Linked DNA regions of Mus musculus: region 2 is linked to region 1. The links are chromatin contacts, called in public Hi-C maps. All regions are on one chromosome and are shown on one strand. Each heading gives the region's core, a stretch centred on a gene start, on an enhancer-like site or on the middle of the called end of the contact. The rest is flanking DNA. Distances are from core to core; before and after follow the strand shown. Region 1 overlaps Gm31838 (a long non-coding RNA gene). Region 2 overlaps Zmiz1os1 (a long non-coding RNA gene).

Region 1 (6,313 bases), core at 2,255-4,754:
CTCCCTTCCTTCCTCTCTCTCTCTCTCTCTCTTTCATGTGTGTGTATGTGTGTGTATGTGTTTTCACAGATGCATGTACATGTATGTAGAAACCAGAGTGTCGGTGTCTTCCTTGACAGCATTCCACTTTAGTTCAGGAAGCAGGCCACTCATAGACAAACCCTGAGGCTTGCTGATTGGCTATGATGGTTAGCCAGGGAGCCCACAGAGCCCACAGAGCTCACGGAGCCCACGGAGCCCACAGAGCCCAGGGAGCCTCCAGCCACACCTGGGCTGCAATCATATCCATTCAGCAAGTCCATTCTGCTGGACTTTGGTCTGGGTGCTGGGGATTTATGAATTTAGCCTCACACTCTAAGGTGGTTTCTCCCTGAGAAAGTTTGTGCTGCTTCTAGGAGCTCGCATGGATTCTTCTTTGCTGAGCATGCACAAATGGCTTCTGATCCAGAAAATAAGGAGTGTGAGCAGGAGTGGGAAGTTAAGGATGGATAAGAGTGGAAGAGGAGAAAGAGAAGAGAGTAAAAGAAGAGAGAAGAGTACAGAGCAGAGAACAGAAAAAAGACAGAGGAGATGGGGGAGAAGAGAAGAGGGTACAGGAGGAAGAGGGAGGGGGAGGAAGAGAAGAGATGGGGGATGCACCATCTTGCCATCTGTGGGAGCCTCCACTTTCTTCCTTTTCTTCTTCTTTGAAAATGTTGATGGTCTCCAGCCTTGTACACCCCACTCTCACACTGAGAAGAACCACACCTACCCTTCCCAGGGGTTCTGTTGGTCTGACAGACACATTCACACAGCTACCTGCACATCATTATTTGAGTCTTTAGTGGTTTTTGTAGAGTCCCGTGCTGTAGCCTTGCCTCCTTCCTGAAAGACCTCCCTCTCAGGTTCCACAAACAAGCCTCTGCTTTCTAGGCTAACTGCATATTCTCTTTCCCATCGCAGCCCCAACCATTTTCTCTCCACTGTGCTGATTTGGGGGTGGGGGTAAGGAGGGGGAGCAGGGATAACAAAAAGGTTCCCATCCAACTTCCAAAAGGTGTGTGTATAGGGAAGTTTCCTGTTCCGGTTGTATGTACATATGTATGTATGTATATATGTATGTATGTATATATGTATGTATGTATATATATATGATGTATGTATGCATGCATTTACCTGAGCACAAGTACACATGCTGAGATTAGAGAAGATACTGAAGAAGTCAGCTCTCCCCTTCTACCATGTGAGTCCCCAGGACAGAACTCATGTTGTCTGACTTGGAGACAAGAACTTTTATCCAATGAGCCCTCTCATTGACCGCCCCTTTCTTGTGTCTGTCTTCCAGTGATGAGATTCTCCTAGCCAGAGGCAAGCAACACAACCAGTATCTCATGTGTTCTTTTCTGACACCTTATGTATACACATGTATAATGTGTATATGTGTATATCTACAGATCTCCCCCTTATAGACACCCCTTGGCTTCCCCACAAGATGAGAGCATTCAACTGCACAGTAAAGACTATCCGGATTTCTTTACTCTACACTCTGGAAATCTTTCCATATCAGTACATCAGGAGTGTCCCCCTGCTTCCTTCTGCTTGTATGATGTAATTCTGTATGCATGTACATGATTTATTTTAGCATCTCTCTTCATATGCCCATTTCTATTGCTTTCTGTCTTTCTCTTTTAAAACCAGTATAATAATGGATCTCACATGTATCCTTTCTCGTGTTGGGGGAAGAGTGCTTAGAGGTTGTATCATCAAGACAACAGCATGTGTAAAGTCAGTAGCAATTGCTAGGTCTCCCCTTTGGAGCTGAAGGGTTTCCAAGGCCATCAGCGAGACACAACCAGCTGTCTCCCCACACTGGGTGTTACCAAGAGTTTTGGTCCTGACCACTGGAAAGAGATAAAAATAATGTCTTAGTACATGACTTCTCAACCTGTGAGTTTTGACCCTTTTGGGGGTTGAACAACACTTTCACAGGGGTCGCAGATATCCTGTATATTAGGTGTTTATATTACAATTCATAACAGTAGCAAAAGTAGAGTTGTGAAGTAGCAAGGACATATTCTTAGGGTTGAGGGTCAGCACAGCAGGAGGAACCACAGCACAAGGGGTCACAGCATTAGGAAGGCCTAGAAGTCTTGGGACTTAGACTGTATTTTTCTCATTTTCTCATTGTGGGGGAGGGGACATCTCCTCTAGAACTTCCACCAGTCTTTGCTTTTCTGTTTCTCTCTTGAGTTGTTGACATGTTTTGTTCTGGTTTGTAGAAATTACTTGGCAGAGAAATGTATCTTTGGTCATTGGTATGTGTTACAAAGAACCACACATGCCTGCCACTTTCTGCTTTATTGTGTTTGCCATGCACAAGGTTTTAGTTTGTTGATTTGTTTTCGTTGTTTTTGTTTGTCTGAGACAGTCTTAGGTAGTTCAGGCTGGCCTCAAACTCACTTTGCAGCCAAGCCATTTAAACCTTAGATTTCCCAGTCTTCCTGCCTCTACCTGTCTAATGACGAGATTATAGATTTGTGCAGCCATGCCCAGCTCAGTTCTAGCGTTCCTGAGATTAGTAGTCAGTCACGGGTCTCTTCTCTTGTGGTTTCTAGGTTGGTCTCATTCTGAGTGCAGTCCTCCCTTGGTCCCTCTGTGTTTCTGTTACACTTATGGTTTCTTTTTGTTACATTCTGGTATTTGTTTCGCATGGAGTTTGTTCTAGTAGGAAGTTTGAGATTTGGGTCCAACTTTTTTCTTCTCCAGTTTCCCTGACTTCATTCCTTGAATAACATGTTTTCACACTCAGTTTGAAATGGTATATTACTTTAGGCTAAGCTCCCATGTGTAAGTTCTGTGTTTATTTGTACTGCTAGGCTGCCCAGCATCTCATTGTTGGTGTGTGGCTTGATATCAACAGGTAGGGGAGTCCCCTCGTGGCTGCTCCCCTTTTGGCTATGTCCTGCCTTCTCTCCCTGTTGAGAACTGTAACAAGTTTTGCTCTTTTGAAAGACAAGTCAGCCCTATTTCCTGGGTTCTGGCAGAAGATGCAAGAGACAGCGCTTTAATTGGGGCTGAGGAGATTGCTCAGTGGATAAAAGTGCCTACAGTACAAGACATGAGTTCAAATTATTGAGACCCTCATAAATGATGGATACAGTAGCATGCATCTGTAATCTCAGACTGCAGGGAGATGGGAAGTGGAGATAGGAGTCTCCCCAGAAACCAGCCCAGCAAGCCTGCTCCACCAGGCAGCAAAACAGCAAGAGGGCCCTGTCTCAGACAAGATAGAGGGAGGGCTGACACACAAGGCTGTCCTCTGCTCTCTGCATGTGTGTACACACAGACATGTGGGCCATACCTTTCATATCACCAGCCATGGCAAGAAGAGCAACATTTGTGATGGTCACATGAGCCCTGGTTGCCACAGCAGAGATAAAGAGCACTGCTCAGGCAGTGGTTGTGCTAGCAGGGAATCGAATCTGATGTCCACTAGTCTGCTGCTCTCTATCCAAGAGAGAGGCATTATCTTTAATCCGTGGGCAGTATGCAAGTTTCTCTCCATGCCTGAGAGCAACACTCTCTACAGCCAAGCATGCTCACTGCAGACAGAGTTTAGAGTAAGGGTAGGCTCTGCTCAGCCAGTACAGCAGAATGGGAGTCCGTGGAGAATTGTCCCGAGACTTATTTATTTTTCCATAGGAACATTCGAATCAGTTTGTCTAAACACTGACAACAAAGGCTTGGTTTCTATCGAGACTCTTATTAAATTCTGAATCATCCAAGGGAGAGCAGACAATTTCACGATGTTCGTTTTCATGTCCAAGAACATTATTCAAATGTTTCTTGTTGCTTGGAAGCATTTTAATACTTTCTCTACTTAGATCTTGCACGCGTCTTCTTATGTTTATTCCTAGGTTTTTCATCTTTTTCATTGTGGCTATAAATGTTTTCTGTTCCTATTTTATCTTCTAACAGGTTGCCATTAAGTCTTGCTCTTTAAATGAGTATGTTTCCTCTAGGGTCCCTCCTCCACTTTCTTCCTTTCTTCTTCAAGATTTCCCAGGACAATCTGGTTCTCTCCCAAGCCTTCCTGAGCATCTGCCAGCTGATGCCTCCCGACCGTCATCCCTACCCCAAGCTGTCTCTGGAGCTCCTCGAGCAGATGCTGTGCCTGCCCCCATGGGCACTCCAAGCTTTGAAATTCAACTCTCATTCTTGTTCCCAAACCAGTTACTCCTACCACGCACTGGGCTCTCTCCACAGTGTGTCAGGTGCCCGCAGCGAGGAAAGAGCTCTCTTCTGCCCTCTCTTCTAGTCAAAGGACTCCTGTTCATCCTTTGTCCTCAGCTCCTCTTTGTGCTGTGTCCCCACCTCGCTGTGTCCCCACCTCTGTCCTAGCTGCTCTGCCTACCCTCCCTATGGATGACAGCACCATCTCGTGAGTAAGTGCTAGGTCTCATGTCTCCTCTCTGCTCTTCTCCCCATGAGTGACCCACAAGTGTGGGTTAAACTGTCCTCAGAGGCATCCGGGTAAAACAGACCAGAGAAATCTCCTTTTCTGGCCATTGGTGACCTGACCCCACTCACCCTCTTGAACCTCAAGCCTTCTGAATAAGCTAGCTCTGTGTAAAAGTAACAAGAAACCTGACAGAGCCTAAAACTTAACAGAAAGACTTATTAATTCTGGCTTACAGGTTCATGGGTACCATTTCATCATGCTGGGAAGGGTGTGGTAAAACTGAACAGGTGACATCATGGTGGACAGAAAGTGGAGAAAAGGGTGACAGGAAAATGACAGGTCAAGAGGTAATGCTTAAAACTCATCTCCAATGACTGACTTTCTCCAACAAGGTGACTCCTACTTTTCATCCTTTCCCTATGATGTCATAAAACTGTGAATCCATCAAGGAGTCAATCCATTGGTTAGATTAAAGCATTCTATGTTCCGAACACTTTCCAAGTATCCACAAGCTGTGGGACACTTCACATCCGAACTCTAAGAGCTTCTGTTTCAAGCTCTTTAACCCTGAAGCATTCCTACATCTTTGAGGTTTTTTCTGGATGTCCCCAACCATCAATGTCTCCTCTCCCTGGCTACCCTAAGGGCTCAAGTGGAGCATCAAGTTCTTTCAAAATATTCTCCATCTACACAACATGCCTTCTGTTTATCCATCCATCCATTCATTCTTCTTGTTCCAGGAAACATGAATCCAGCTCTCCACTCACCAAGCTTTCAGCTAGGTACCAGTGCTACCAACATGAGCTGGACACAAGTCACCACACTCCCACAGACTCTGTTCAAGATCCTGTTGACTAAACCCCAAGCCAGGACCAATGGCACCTGCTGCGTGTTGGATATACAGACACTTGGGCCCCCGACTAGTCCTGCTGGATCAAGTCATCACTAAGAAAGGATCTCTTTCTGTAGCGAGCTTTAATAAGCCATGGGTGAGGTGACATGTGACCAAAGACAAGTGGCCAATGAGGTTCAGTGCAACCTAGAGAAAAATCCGAGGTATTCTGAGATGAGGGTGAGAGGTAACACTTTTATATGAAGGGAGCATGGAGGACCTGGGTAGGTAATCTCAGGACAGAAGTCAGGCAAGTTGCATGCAGGAGGGAGCATCCGGACTTAGGGTACAGCTTAAGGCAGAGCGAGAAAAAAGTGTGCTAGCACGGTGTCCCCCTGGTCACCAAGCATAAAACTCACGGGTACAGGCTTGTACACTGAGTGTTCCCTGTCACACTTTGTATTCCAGATGCACACCAATGAGACTAGATTTTAATGTAAAGAGCCATAACTTAGTAGTTCTCAACCGTCCTAATACTGTGACCCCTTAATATTGATTTTTATATTGTGGTGAACCCCCAACCATAAAATTATTTTCATTGCTCCTTCATAACTGTAATTTTGCCACTATTATGAATCATAGTGTAAATATTTGTGTTTTCTGGAGGTCTTAGGTGACCCCTGTGAAAGGGACATAACACCCCCAAAGGGGTCACAACTCACTGGTTGAGAAGCACTGTCAGTGTAACCAATGAACCCAGCTAAGACAGCCAACCGTGTAGGCCAGGGTTGCCACCAACCAAACCAAACACAAGCTTCATGCAAGGAGAAAGCGAAGAGACATTAGAGAGGTCCAGCTGGAAGGAGAGGATATAGAGCATATATGCTGCTTTACACCCTGGACTGCCTGCCGCCCAGCCATACTCAACCTTGGGGCTTGGGGATGAGGGGCACAGAATCAATGGCTCAGACTCCCAGACTCCAGGAGCAGGTGAGATGGGGTAGCAAGCTTGTTTATTAATTCTCAGGGAGCGCCCTTTA
Region 2 (6,795 bases), core at 1,318-3,817, 560 kb before region 1:
AGCCATCATGTGGGTGCTGGGAATTGAACTCAGGATCTCTGGAAGAACAGTCAATGCTCTTAATCACTAAACCATTTCTCTATCCCCTCCCTGTAGGGAGTTTTCTTAGTGATAGATGAGGGAGTGCCCAAATCATTATAGGTGGTGCCATTTTTAGGATAATAGTTCTGAGTTCTATACGAAAGTAGGCCGAGTAAGCCATGTAGAGCAAGCCAGCAAGCAGCACCCCTTCATGGCCTCTGCATTAGCTCTTGCCTTCAGGTTCCTGCCCAGTCTGAGTTCCTGTCTTTGCTTCCTTCAATGATGAACAATGATATGGAAGTATGAGCTAAATAAGCCCTTTCCTCCCCCCAAGTTGCTTTGGCTGTGGTGTTTCATCATAGCGATAACAACCCTAACTATGACATCTATTTGTATAAAAGTACAATTGTGTGCTTTTACATAGGATCTTCTGTCTCTTCCTTTGGGTCAGCAGTTCTTTAATGGCAGAATGTTCATCTGTGTATAACGTTCTGCCATGTCAGGCAGGGTCTTTGAGGGTTGGCTGCATGGATCCTGGGTAATGTTTTGTGATGCCTGCAATGGCCAAACCTCAGGGCTCTAAGGTGGGTATCTGGGAGTGATAGAGACTTGGTCCTAGCTCTTAAAGAACATCACATTAACAGACAGATGAAGGGTCAACCTGGTGGTATGAATGAGGATCTGTGTGCATACATAGGAGGAAAAGGGTTGGGGGAGGGGAAAGGAGAGCAGACCATTCTTGGTAGAAGAACAGGACAATGGAGGCTGGAGGTGGAAAGCCATTTGTCCCTACTGCCTTGCTCAGGAAGTATCTACCCAAGGCATCCCGTCTCCTTTGGTAGGTGAAACTTCACACTCAATGCAGGCCCTTGAAACTCTGTCTCATTCACCCATGACACCTCCTCCTCCTCCTCCTCCTCCTCCTCCTCCTCATCCTCTTCCTCTTCCTCCTCCTTCCATAAAGCCAGCAGATATTTCCTGGACACCTATTATGTGCTGGACTCTGTACTTGTGTCTGGACAAAGCAGAGTCACCAGGAGACACTTCTTGTTCTTAGTATTAAGGGATGTGAGAAAGAACATCAGATGACAAACAGTCTCTTAGAAGGCTGTGTAAGGAGCTGGATAGGTTACGGACTCATAGGTAAGGTGGTCAGAGAGTGTCTCCAAGGAGATAGCCTAGAAGGCATTCCGTTCCTGTAACAAAACACCAGAGGCTGAGTAACAGAGAGATTTATTTAGCTTCGTTTCAGAGGCTGGAATTCTGAATCTGGTGATGTCTCTGGAGGGAGCCCTTACCATATCACAGCACAGATGGCATCATGGCGGGTGTGTGAGTGATGAGACAAATCGGGAAGCCAGCTATTTTTAGTGGGACTGGTTCTTTAAAGAGAACTGGCTCTTACAGGAATGAAGTGAGGTCCCAGGAGAGTTACCTTAATACCACCACAAGGCAGTGCCCCAGTGACCTCCCTCCCTCCTGCTCGATGCCACCTCTCAAAGGCCTACCATCCTTCATACCAGCACACTCAAGGACCAAAGTTTTATCATATAAACCACACTTGAACCATTGCAGGAGGGGACACTGAACCTTGAGATCTGAGTCTAAGGTCAGGGAAGGGTGTGTAGAAGTTAAGGACCTTGGCTTGTTCAAGGCTGTTGTTTTTGCTCAGAGTGGAGGGAGAGTGATGGCCCGGGGCCAGCAGTAGGATTGCATATGGCTTTGCAAGGCAGGAAAGGGGCTCAAGTTTTATTCCAACCAGATGAGGAGACTTCAGAGGGTTTTAAACAGACAATTGATGGGATCCAATTACTTTCCAAATTAATTGAAAGTAGGAGATTGTGAGTTGAAGTTGGAGGGGAGCCAGGTGACTCTGTACAGTTCAATTCCAGGTGGCTACAGCTTGGCCCTGTGGAGAGAGGGGCCTGAGATATGTCTCTAAGGTGGGAAGATGGGTCTGTTAGAAGAAGATATGGAGGCAGTCAGAGAAGGAGGGAGGGAGGGAGGGAGGGACGGGGCGGGGAGAGGAGAGAGAGGGAGAGAGAGAGAGACAGAGAGAGACAGAGAGATAGAGACAGAGAGAGGGAGAGGGGAGGGGGAGGGAGAGGGAGGGGGAGGGGGGAGAGAGGGAGAGGGAGAGAGAGAGAGAGAGAGAGAGAGAGAGAGAGAGAGAGAGAGAGAGAGAGGCAGGCATGTAAAGTGAGACTCTGATCTGATGGAGAGAGGTAGTCATTAGGACAGGACAGATGTGGGGTTGGGTGGGAAGGGTGATTTGACCCTGACCCCACTGATTTTGGACTGGCTATGAGACAGCCAAGTGGAACAACTAAACAGGTAAATTACCATTGCGTTGCTGGAAGGGTAAAAGTAGGGTCAATGCCAGATTGATCTGGGTCTGTTTCTTCCTTTTCTGCTTTCATGATGTAGCCAAGGTCATTGCAGCCTGAAGATATCACAGCCAGAGCCCAAGGCCTTCCCTGTGTGTGGTCTGTGGTGTCATGACATCCTGGAGGCCAGTGCCAGCCAGGGGCTGACGTCATCCATCATGTGTTTCTGTCCTCCCCTGTGTCAAGGGTGGGCATGGCTCCAAGCCACTGATTGTGAGAAGAGCTGAGCTCACCTTCCTAAGTACTCACAGTGCTTAGGACTAAGTACTGCAAGCAACCACAGGCCTGGAAAGTAAGAGTGGAGGCCCCTCACTTTACAAAGGGGAGTGAGGTACAGGACACCAAAACTGGATTCAGATAAGCAAGTTGAATACTTAGCTACTTCCTTTTACATCTATGTTCAGTCAGTAAATAGTTGCTCATTTTCTTATTCAGGGAGAGGGAAACTGAGGCCTTGTGTGTGAGCAGCTTCTAGCTGAAGTGTTTACAGTCCAAAGATCCAAGAAGCCAAAGCTCTGTTAAGTGGTTCTGGGGCCAAGGTTCCCTTGTCAGCTGTTTGTGACAAGCCTTTGACAATACAAACAGCAGTGGTCTGGGGAAGCAGAAGTATGGACAGAGACACACTGGCTGAGGACAGATTAGCTGGTGGTTGGGAAGGAGAGACCCTTGGTTATGTTAGACTTCTTCCTTGGGGGAGCTGCTTATAGGACAGGGGATGGTAGGGGCCTCTTCATGGGCTGGGCAGGCTTGGTCCCGGCTCTTCTGCTGACTGTAGACTGACTGTGTGCCTGGGGGCAGGTTTGCAGTAGCTATGACCCACGAACTAAGACTGGGTTAGAATGAAATCTTCAGTGAGTAAATAGCAAGTACCTACGGTGTGCCCTGCTGTAGCTCAGCCCTGCCATTAGTCAGTTTATTATTTAGTGACAGTGCAGGCAAACAAACACTGAACAGTCTGTATATTGTCTCTTCCTGGTGAGAGGGAACAGCAAACTTAGGCTTCCTCTGGAGGTATGTTAGCATTGCTGTGGAGGAGACGTGCTTTTTAAGATGGACCCTGAAATGGGGCCAGTGGGCAGGCAGGGGGGATGGCGTTGACGCAGGCTCAGAGGGAGGGAAGCAGTCACATCCACAGTAGAAAAGAACTTGATTTTTTTTTTAAAAAAAGGATTTAGTTAAGTTTTTTTTGTATGTACATGATTTGTCGGCATGCACGTGTGGGTGCACCTGTGTGCAGGTATGGGGTGTGCATGCTCACTGAACCTGGGCCTTTTCATCCTGACAGTCGAGCTGTTCAGTCTGCTCCTGCTAGTCTGTCCTGTATCTAGAGCCCTGGGGATCATAGGTAGGTCACTATGCATGCCAGGTTTTTATGTGGGTGCTGGGGTGCCAAATGCAGGTCCTCAAACTTACACAGGAAATGCTTTATCCATGAAATCTTCTCCCTGATATTTTTTAAATATTTTTATTACATATTTTCCTCAATTACATTTCCAATGCTATCCCAAAAGTCCCCCATACCCTCCCCCCCACTTCCCTACCCACCCATTCCCATTTTTTTGGCCCTGGCGTTCCCCTGTACTGGGGCATATAAAGTTTGCAAGTCCAATGGGCCTCTCTTTGCAGTGATGGCCGACTAGGCCATCTTTTGATACATATGCAGCTAATCTAGGTTAGGTTCACATAAAATGAAACAAGCCATCCAGGCACATAGATGAGCAGTGTTTTGGATAAGCTCACGCTTGCGTGACTGTGCCCTGTCCAGCCTCATTGCCGGGTTCCCACAAGTATCTGAGGTTTCCTTGTCTAAACTCCACGCGCCTCAGTCCTCGAAGGGGAAGTGTTTTGTGTGTGTCCTGACAACACACACTTGCTCACAGGCGGTGCTTGTTGTGTGCATAGAACTCACCTGGAGGGAGAAGTGATTATACCTATTGCATAAATGGGGATGCTGACCAAAACTGATGCCACATGTCCAAGGTCACGTGACTGGGGCAGAGACAAGACTGGCATGCAGGCTTCCAAAGATGCTTCTGCAGACCAACTGGGCCCTGCCGAAGAATCCAGATTCACAACAGGAGCCCAGGCATCCAGCTCTCAAAGCTTCCTAGACCCAGGATCTCACCAGCCTCTGGAGAGCAGACAGCCCAGTCTGGTCTGACTAAGGCCCCAGGCACAGTGATCTGGGGTCATGATACCCTCAAGGTGACATCTTTCATAGTGGCATCTGGTGGTGGGAGGGTGGGGGCAGCAGGGCAGACAGGTGGAGCAAGGAAATTAGACTCCGAGGCACAGGACAAAGGCCCCACTGCTGGTCTCCCCGGGCGAGCATTAGTCCTTGCCAACAAATGGACTACAGCTTCTCTCATTAACTTGTGGAATGGTGTGTAATAATAAAACGCCCCTTAAAGCTGGGACGGGACACAAATGACCGCTTTCTCAGGTCCTAATCAGGATCATTAACTGCATATGGAAAGGTTTTATAAACATTTGCTAAACTCCCGGGTTCACTGTGACCATGTCTTGGCTGTGAAGACACATACCCAGGGCTCAGGATTCCATGGGCTCTCTTCAGAGGCTTCTCTGTGCTGAGGAGCCCTCCCCACTTTTCTCCAAGCACCTTTTGTGGTCCACGGCAGAAGCTGTTCCTCCCCAGTCTTCCTTTATCCCTCATCCCACACTGTGCCATCATCCCTACCCACCGTTTCCCTCCACATTTGCGACACATCACGTCTGCCTCCTGCCTCGGGAAGGTACAGGTCTGAAGCACTGAAGGTTGGATCTGTAAGAGGTTAGTTAGATCAGAACCCTCTCAACAAGAGCAAGTCCAGAGGATAAGCATCCCCCTCCCCAAGAACCCCCCCCTTCTCCCCGCCAGGAGCAGGCTGACCTGAAGGGCTCTGTTTGCTGACTTCCTCCTGGCCTTGGGTGACAGTATACAAAGGAGGGGCCAAGGCTTGGCAGGAGCTCGCCTCTCCTCCCCTGCAGAAGGGCTCTTCAGTCTCGGGAAGATTTTTTCTTAAAACTCCTCCTTGATTTGAGGACTCTTTCCTGTCCCCCATCCTCACTCCCTACAGAGGGAGGACTGGGTTGTACACTGGATATGTATTATTCCAAAGGACTTTCTTTCTCACCCCATCTAGCCCAATGACTTCAGATACTCAATGCCCACTTCCTGTTCCCAAGTGAAGAAACCACCCCAGCACTGTCTATTTAGCCCAACACATGTCCCAGCAGACCACCTCAACCCAAGCCAGAGTTCCCAATGGCCTGGCCAGGAAGGAAGGGTGTGGCCAGGCTGCAATGGGGGAAGTCACAGTGCTGAGACCCTTCCCTAAGCTAGGAATGCTTCTAGAGGAAAACATTAGCAGGAGCGGCCTGGCTGAGGCTGGGAGGATATAGGATTGCAGCCAAATGTCTGTGCACATATGCACACCCATACCCACACTGTCTCACATATATATGCATACAGTGCACACACATGCACAGTCACACATGCATGTGTGCACTTGATGACTCTTAGAGACAGGAAGTCAGGGAGCAGTTTAGATTCAATAAACATTGACAGTCAATGACCATCCCTTTGCTCCCAGTCTCTCTTCAAGGCTCTGTCTATTCTTAACATGCAAGTAGTAAAGGCCTCAATTAAAAGCTTTTCCCAGTAACCCTTCTGTGCTTCTAGCCTTTCTCATGAAAGGGAATCCTCACCATGCCTCCGTCAAGAACAAGGAGCCAGCTAGTGGTGGCACATGTCTTTACTCCCAGTACTCAGGTAGGCAGATCTCTGAGTTCGAGACCAGCCTGGTGTGCAGAGTGAGTTTCAGGACAGCCAGGGCTACACAGAGAAACCTTGTCTTGAAGCAGCCAAAACCAAAACAACAACAACAACAACAACAACAACAAAAACCCAAGTGATCGATCTTCCAGCACCGAACTGACAGACTCCCCCACACCCTGCAGACCCCCTCTGTTTCTCTAAGCTTCAGGTTCAAGGCTGCACATCTGGGATGAGATGAAGTTCAGACTCAGATAGGAACTGCCTCTCCCTGCTCGTACTTTGAAGCTACCTCCACACTAGCTTTTATCACCATGTCGTCCAGGGGTTGGGTCACATTCCAATGCCTGCCACTTGTTTATCACATTCAAGGTAGCCTTGGTTGCATGTGACACTCTGACTAAGCCTTGGAAAGTCTCTTGTAGTAGCTTAGGCAGAATCTGTAACAGATGGGGTCTGGTCACCTGGGAGTGGGAGAGGTACACTGTGAGGGGGGTCTGCCGTGGCAACCGGACAGTAAGCAGTGCAGCCCCCATTCCAGCATATGCCAGAGTTCCGGGGCAGCTGTCCATCAGCCCCATCCGCTTGCTGTGTGGACACATGGTCCAGGGG

What was found. A called contact is a pair of places that touch in the nucleus more often than the background predicts.
Region 2: a contact with region 1 is called in a Hi-C map of uterus, with 3 times the contacts expected there. The contact joins two enhancer-like sites. A contact is called at or near these places in 2 of 484 Hi-C or Micro-C datasets (3T3-L1-derived adipocytes and uterus) and 3 of 115 datasets of contacts at active chromatin or transcription factors (cardiomyocytes, embryonic basal ganglia and large pre-B cells).

The regions. Positions count from the first base shown.
Region 1 is chr14:24,781,917-24,788,229 of GRCm38.p6, reverse strand. It overlaps Gm31838 (a long non-coding RNA gene), which reads right to left. Exons shown (of 7, transcript XR_874416.2): 2 at 1,696-1,880. Among named protein-coding and RNA genes, the nearest start is that of Gm31838, 4.0 kb to the right of the region's middle. Within about 2 kb of position 3,504, at least 10 of the 459 cell types and tissues checked have an H3K27ac peak or open chromatin away from gene starts, as enhancers often do. A contact at or near this core is called in uterus, where this site is marked.
Region 2 is chr14:25,341,948-25,348,742 of GRCm38.p6, reverse strand. The region is part of intron 1 of Zmiz1os1 (a long non-coding RNA gene); the gene reads left to right. Among named protein-coding and RNA genes, the nearest start is that of Gm41113, 34 kb to the left of the region's middle. Within about 2 kb of position 2,567, at least 65 of the 459 cell types and tissues checked have an H3K27ac peak or open chromatin away from gene starts, as enhancers often do. A contact at or near this core is called in uterus, where this site is marked.